2 separate regions of the Gossypium hirsutum genome follow, and region 2 is linked to region 1. Evidence: chromatin contacts called from public Hi-C data. All regions are on one chromosome and are shown on one strand. Each heading gives the region's core, a stretch centred on a gene start, on an enhancer-like site or on the middle of the called end of the contact. The rest is flanking DNA. Distances are from core to core; before and after follow the strand shown.

The links. Hi-C and Micro-C count contacts between places; a contact is called where the count stands out from the background.
Region 2: a Hi-C map of leaf shows a contact between it and region 1, with 3 times the contacts expected there. The contact joins the promoter of LOC107888876 here to the promoter of LOC107888880 in region 1. A contact is called at or near these places in 13 of 34 Hi-C or Micro-C datasets (callus, hypocotyl, leaf and 2 more).

What each region holds. Positions count from the first base shown.
Region 1 is chrA09:50,926,605-50,930,109 of Gossypium_hirsutum_v2.1, forward strand. It overlaps LOC107888880 (TVP38/TMEM64 family membrane protein slr0305), which reads right to left and starts at 1,914. Exons shown (of 9, transcript XM_041077817.1): 1 at 1,318-1,914; 2 at 629-690; 3 at 97-151. The coding sequence starts at 1,413. LOC107888879 reads left to right here and starts at 2,127. Exons shown (of 5, transcript XM_016813132.2): 1 at 2,127-2,544; 2 at 3,365-3,480. The coding sequence starts at 3,469.
Region 2 is chrA09:51,133,314-51,136,818 of Gossypium_hirsutum_v2.1, forward strand. LOC107888876 (pentatricopeptide repeat-containing protein At5g19020, mitochondrial) reads left to right here and starts at 1,516. Exons shown (of 3, transcript XM_041077839.1): 1 at 1,516-3,505. The coding sequence starts at 1,589.

The DNA of each region.
Region 1 (3,505 bases), core at 664-3,163:
TACTCCAGGGTTTGGAATGCAAGAAATTGCATGATCATACAAAATAGTAATCAATTTGGCTACACTGAAGCATCAGTATAGGAGTTTAATGCTTACGGTAAGCACTGAAGCTGGAACGGCCAAGACTGTCAAAGGAATATAAGCAACAGCCCTGCAAACCAACAAAGAAATATGAGTTGGAAAAGTAAAATGAAAAATTCCAATACTTCAGAACTAAGTTATCTACATTCTACAGCTAATCAATTCACCAGCAAACTGACCAATTATCAATCCCAAAGCTTCAAATTTAAGAGGCATTCCACATAACTACGACATGCTAATTTCATTACTCATGGAGGGGCATTTTATTCATGCAATGCTGAAGAACGCATAACCTTACATTCTCTCCATGTTTCACATAAAGGAAATGATCCACTTTCTGTTTACATGGACAGAAAGCTAAAGACAGTAAGAACCAAGCAAACCGACAAAACTTTCAACTCAGTTGAACAATGTTTCAACGGCAACATCAATTTATATTAGATTTATTATATTCATATATTACCGAATCAAATGAATTACATTCAAGTAGATGACATGATAGATGCCAACGGAAGCCAAAAAAAATACAGGATTTCACGTGACTTACAGCACAAGTGGACCCCAAGGTCCAAGATCCTTGTCAACCCATAACAAAAAATCCTTCAGAATCTGCAAGAAAAACTTATTTTCATCAACATAACAACTGAGCTTAATTTAAACACTAACAGCAAACATTGGGAAAGCGGGAGAGAATCAGAATCCTTAAGAATTCAGCTCTAAGAATTAATGCTTTAGCTAATTTTGTAGTCCCCCTCATAACTCTTTCATACATTGTCCCAGCTTTGCAATTTGTACTAGTTTCAGAAAAGGAACACAATTAGACAAATACATTGGGTTCAAAAGTACAGCTTGGTAGCATATCAATCGTGAAACCTAAGACCAAAATCACAAGTTTGCACTTATAACCTCAACCCCAAAATGTGCCACATAGGTAACTCATTTGAGTAGAAAACCCAACATTCAAATCTTCAATCGATATAAACATCCAAAAATCCATAAATGATTAACCAAAAAGGTCAAAACAGGAAAGCCCCGGATTAGAAAAAGCTCAAAAAGAAAGAACAAAATTAGTAAAAGAAAAACCCTACAAAATTAACAAATTATCAATCAAAAAGAGAAAACAACAAATACCCAGATCGGAGAACAAAATGAAAAAGCAAAATTAAGAAAAAAAAGAAGAGAAAAATAAACTTCACCCAGATCAAGGAAACGTGTAAATAGGTAGAAAAACCAAACCTTTTCAACAGGGAGGGTGAAACAAGCGAAAACAATAGCAGCAATAAGGAGGAGAAGAAGAGTGATCCTGAGAGAGGAACCCCAGGTGAAAGCCATTGAGAACCTTCGACGCCAAGGCCTACACTCTTCGTCTTCGTTGTCAATATCGAGGATCTCTTGTTTATGGGATGAACGAGCCCTCAATCCTTCTAAGGTTGCCAGATTTGGCAAAGTTAAAAAGGAAACAGAAATGAAAAGAAAAAAAGAAGAAAGAAGTGGGATTGTTCTAGCTTTGTGTTTGGTTTTTTCCTATAGCGGTTTTAGCCTAACAAACACTCAAAAGATTTTTGGGATTTTGTCTGATTGCCTTTATTTCAATTGCTTTATTGTGTAGTTTTGGGTATTGAATAAGCTTAAAATTTTGGGATAGGATTGAGAATTGCAACTCAGTAGGTAGCATCCTTTTCTTAGTCTCTTAAACATGCATACTAAAGACACGATTAGGGTGAAAATTACCTAAAATTAATTGAAAATTTATCTATAAATTAAATAGTAAAAGTTTCCATAAAAAAAGTTAACTTTGGTAGAAATAGTACTTTTTTTTAATTAAGGTGGTTTAGGTTGAATTTTTTTATTGATTATATATATAAATATAAAAACATCTTTGTAATAAGATAATAAGGTAAAAAATCTTTTTAGTCTCTCTCAATTTCGAAATTAAGCAAATTGATTCTTTAAAAAAATAGAAAAATTTAATATGTTTCGATTTTAAAAGTAAGCAATCAAGAATAATTAATTATAATGTTGATGTCTTCTATCAATTATACATAATTTTTATTAATATAATAATAAATTTAATTTTCAGTATTTACATATCTTGTCAATTTGGCCTTAATTCTAATATGCATAAATAGCGAAACTATTCCAGGATGATTTGGTGATAAGCAGCTATTCATTAGTTTAATTCACCGAATCCTCCATTCGACAGAATTTTATTCATCTCCCATTCCGCCTCTACCCATAATAGCCATTCCCCACCTGATCTAAAGAATAGCAATACAGAGCCTCTACCGAATAAGAAAAAAAACATAACCTCCCATTCTTGCCCTTTACCATTCTCCCTCAGCAAACACCTCAAGCCACCACACCTCAACCTTGTCTCATAGTTCTCGTTTAGTTATTGTTATCCCAGGACCATTATAGACAAAGATCTCGACATTGTAAAAAGCTTCCCCAAAGTTGAGACGAGTAAGGTTATTATTCCCCTCAATCTCACCTCCATTGTGAGAATTTCATCTCTTTGCTTCTCTGCTTGTATTTCACTAGAAGGGACCTGTGAAATAAATGAGTTTTCGAGAAAAATTGGTCGATTGGTTGATCTGATTATTTTAGGGCAATTTAGGGTTAGAAAGCTAAGCTTAGTATTTTCGAATTGTTGGGCATTTCTGTTTATTGTAAGGGATTTCAGGTTGCTTGTCTCAATAGTAAGGGATTTCAATTTTAGGTTGGAATTTGTTGTTTGTGGTAAATGGGTTGAAGGGGATTTGGATTTTGAGCTTTGAATCAGTTACAGAGTTTTTGAGCAAGAAAAAGAAAAAGAAAACATAGGCGTGGGAGATGGGGAAATCGTTTTACTAGTAAATTTGCCATTGCTTTGCTTCTTTTTTTTTTCAATTTTGATTCTGAAATATTGGGCTAGTTACAGTGTAAGCTGAACAAAGCATTTCAGTTGAGAAAACCATTGAAGTTAAATTAAAGAGAAACTCGACATATGTGCTAATACGCTTTGTTTATTTTTGAATCTTAATGCTTAGAGAATCATAAGTTGCATAGATATTTAGCTACTACATCGGGTTTTAGATAAAGATTTAGCTATTCCGCTATGTTTAGTTATGTTTTCAAAAGTTTTTTCTTGTTTTAACATGCCTTTTTCTTTGGCTTTCTTCGTAAGTTTTAGCTTATACTGTTAGAATCTTCAAGAAATTTGATTTTCGTCTGAATAAAATCTGAAGTTATAGTCTAATAATGTATTATCTTGATTATAATATGATTCAAACTTATTACTCAGGCTCGACCTTTGCTTACTGAAGCAATTGAACATCAAGACTTTGATATGTTGGTGGATCCGAGGCTGGAAAAGAACTACGTGGATCACGAAATGTTTCGAATTTGATGTTAATAATGGTAAACAAAGGGCTACAAGATTTAG
Region 2 (3,505 bases), core at 266-2,765, 210 kb after region 1:
CTACTACAAGGAAAAACATATATGTGGTGGTAAACGATAACACGCCACGTACTTGCTAAGTGAGCCGCTTGAGAGTTCTTTCAAAAATAATTTCAGAAGAAATATGTTGGAGAGTTGTATCTCGAAGACAACAAAAAAGAGTTTTTGCTTGTGAAACAGAGTGAGATGTCAGTGGCTGATTACAAACGTGATTTTTTGCGACTTAGTAAATATGCTATTGATTTTGTGCCATCCAAAGCTTAAAGTTGCAAATGATTTCTATGTAGTTTATGTGATGAACTCAGAGTACAGCTTGTATCACATCGAATTTCAGAGTTTTCTGATTTAGTCGAGCAAGCAAAAATGGTGGAGTAAGCTTTAGGTCTTGATAAGAAGACTGAGACTATGTGAGTTGTTGGAAAACGGACAAGAGCTATTAGTTCACATTTGCAACCAAAGCAAACTAAAGATTCTAGTGGTAATTGGAAATCGACATATAAGTCTGATAGATCTGACAAAAATCAAAATCGACAACCGACTATGTCTGTGGGCAGTGTGCGAGGCTCGTCTTGAGATGTTGAGATACCTAATTGCGAGCACTATGGGAAGAACATCAAGGTGAATATTGGAAATTGACCGAGGCTATTTTCGTTGTGGATAGTTGGAGCATTTCGCTCGAGAGTGCCCGATAGGTGATAATGCTACTCCTGTCACTACTCAGAAGTCTGCACCTGCGGCCAGGGGTTATGGAATTAGTTATGATGGTTTTGTTTCTAGAAGTGGTGCAATAAAGAGGAATGATGCCATTACTCATCAGTCATAGGCCAGAGTGTCGATTTTGGCATATGTTGTACGAACTCGCGAAGAGGGTGACGCTACTGATGTTGTAGCAAGTATCTTTTTATTATATTATGAGCTTGTTTTTGCTTTGATAGACCCTGAATCTTCATACTCTTATGTTAGTTTTAAATTGGTCAAATCGAAAAGTTTAAAATCTGAGATGTCTGAGTATTTATGGTTATGTCAAATTTAAAGAATGTCTTTAAATAATAAGTATATTGGTGAATTTATTAGATTGACATAACTATTGGTAATTAATTAGGAAAATTATCTTATAAATACAATTTTATTTTATTTAATATTATTGAAATATTTAACACAAAATTTATAGTAAAAATTAATTCTCGTAAAATACATTTATAAATATGTTTCCCAAATTTAGTTATGGCTTAATATTTAATATAACTTTTTATATTGCATCTGTACATATATATATAAATATATTGTAAGTAATTACCACATAATTAAAAGGTAATACTATAAATTTTCATAAAACTATTTCAATTTTCTCATATTATAAAAATTAAACTAACTTAAATATAACATACAATCACAACTTTAATATATGGACTACAACTAACTTAAATATGTTTTAGAATGCAAATAAATATTATAAATGTGTATTTTATTATTAAATTATTATTAATTAATCAAAAATAAACAACCCTTGGCGAGGTTTAAATTTTCTTCAGCTCTACTAAAGGACGCAAACCCCACACTCTTTTTGGTTTTCAGAAAGAAACGGCTCTCATGCTAATCTCTCAATCTCATGTTCAATTCTCTCAAACCAAAACCTTGTTGGCTGCACAAATGTCTCTCCACTTCAGCACCTTCTTCCAAACCCCACCACTACGACCTCCTTCTCATCTCTTCCTTAAAATCCGCTGCAACTCATTGCTCTATTTCTCATGGCCGAATAACCCATTGCCTCGTAATCAAATCAGGCTTCGCTTCCAACCCTTTTATCTTTAACACCTTGATAAACATGTACGCCAAGTGCGGCTTCCTTCGAGACGCTGAACGTTTGTTCTCTTCTTCTCCCAACCTGGACCCTGTTTCTTACAACATCATGATTTCTGGGTATGTAAAATCTGGTCGGTTTCATGAAGCACGTAGCCTGTTTGGTCAAATGCCTAAGAAGGGTTGTGTTTCTTATACTACCATGATAATGGGATTTGCTTCAAAGGGCTACTGGAGAGAAGCAATTGGGATTTTTAAGGAAATGAGATATGGTGGTATTTTGCCTAACGAAGTCACGTTGGCAAGTTTGATTTCTGCTTGTTCGGGTTTTGGAGGGATTTCCATTTGTAGGCTGTTACATGGTTTGGCGGTTAAGGTGATCCTTGACGAGTTCGTTATTGTTTCAACCAATTTGCTTCACATGTACTGTGTTTGTGGGAGTTTAAAGGATGGGAGGGATTTGTTTAACCAGATGCTAGAGAAGAATTTTGTTTCTTGGAATGTGATGTTGAATGGGTATGCAAAAGCTGGGGATGTTGAGTTGGCCCGGGAGTTGTTTGAGAAAATTCCCGTGAAGGAAAAAGATGTTGTTTCGTGGGGTACCATGGTTGATGCTTATGTTCAAGTGGATTGGTTAAGTGAAGCTTTAACAATGTTTTGTGCTATGTTACGTGAGGGAGTTGAGGCAAGTGATGTTATGATTGTCGATTTGGTTTCAGCATGTGCGCGTTTGAGTGCGACCCTAGAGGGCTTTCAGCTCCATGGTAGGACTGTGAAGGCAGGTTTTGAATGTTATGATTTTGTGCAAGCAACTATCATTCATTTTTATGCAGCTTGTGGGAGGGTTGATCTTGCTTATTTGCAGTTTGAAGTGGGTGTTAAGGATCATCTTCCTTCTAGAAATGCGGTTATTGCAGGATATATAAGAAATGGAATGATCAAACAGGCGAGACGGTTATTCGATGAGATGGCTGAAAGAGATGTTTCTTCATGGAGCTCTATGATTGCCGGTTACGCGCAGAGTGAGCAACCTAACATCGCTTTACAGCTCTTCCACGAAATGATAGCTTGTGGTATGCAGCCAAACCAAATAACATTGGCAAGTGTTTTCTCTGGAATTGCTTCTTTAGGCATGTTGAATGAAGGGAGATGGGCTCATGAATATGTACAAAATAACTGCATCCCTCTTAATGACAACTTAAGTGCTGCTATCATTGATATGTATGCAAAATGTGGGAGCATCAATGCTGCTTTAGAAGTTTTTTGTCAAATCCGAGGGAAGGCCTCTACTGTCTCACCTTGGAATGCAATGATATGTGGCTTGGCCATGCATGGAGATGCCAATTTATCACTTGAAATATATTCTTACTTGGAAAGGAGGCATCATATCAAGCAGAATTCAATAACATTCATTGGGGTCCTTACCGCATGCTGCCATGCTGGGTTGGTAGAACTTGGGGAGAAGTATTTCAAGCGCATGAAGAGTGTATATAACATAGAACCTGGTATCAAGCATTATGGTTGTATGGTAGACCTGTTGGGACGAGCTGGTCGTCTAGAAGAAGCCGAGAAAATGATTATGAGTATGCCTATGAGGGCAGATGTTGTGATTTGGGGCACATTATTGGCAGCATGTAGAACACATGGGAATGTGGATATAGGGGAAAGGGCCGCAGAGAACTTGGCAAAGTTGGAACCTTGTCATGGAGGGGGTAAAGTCCTTTTG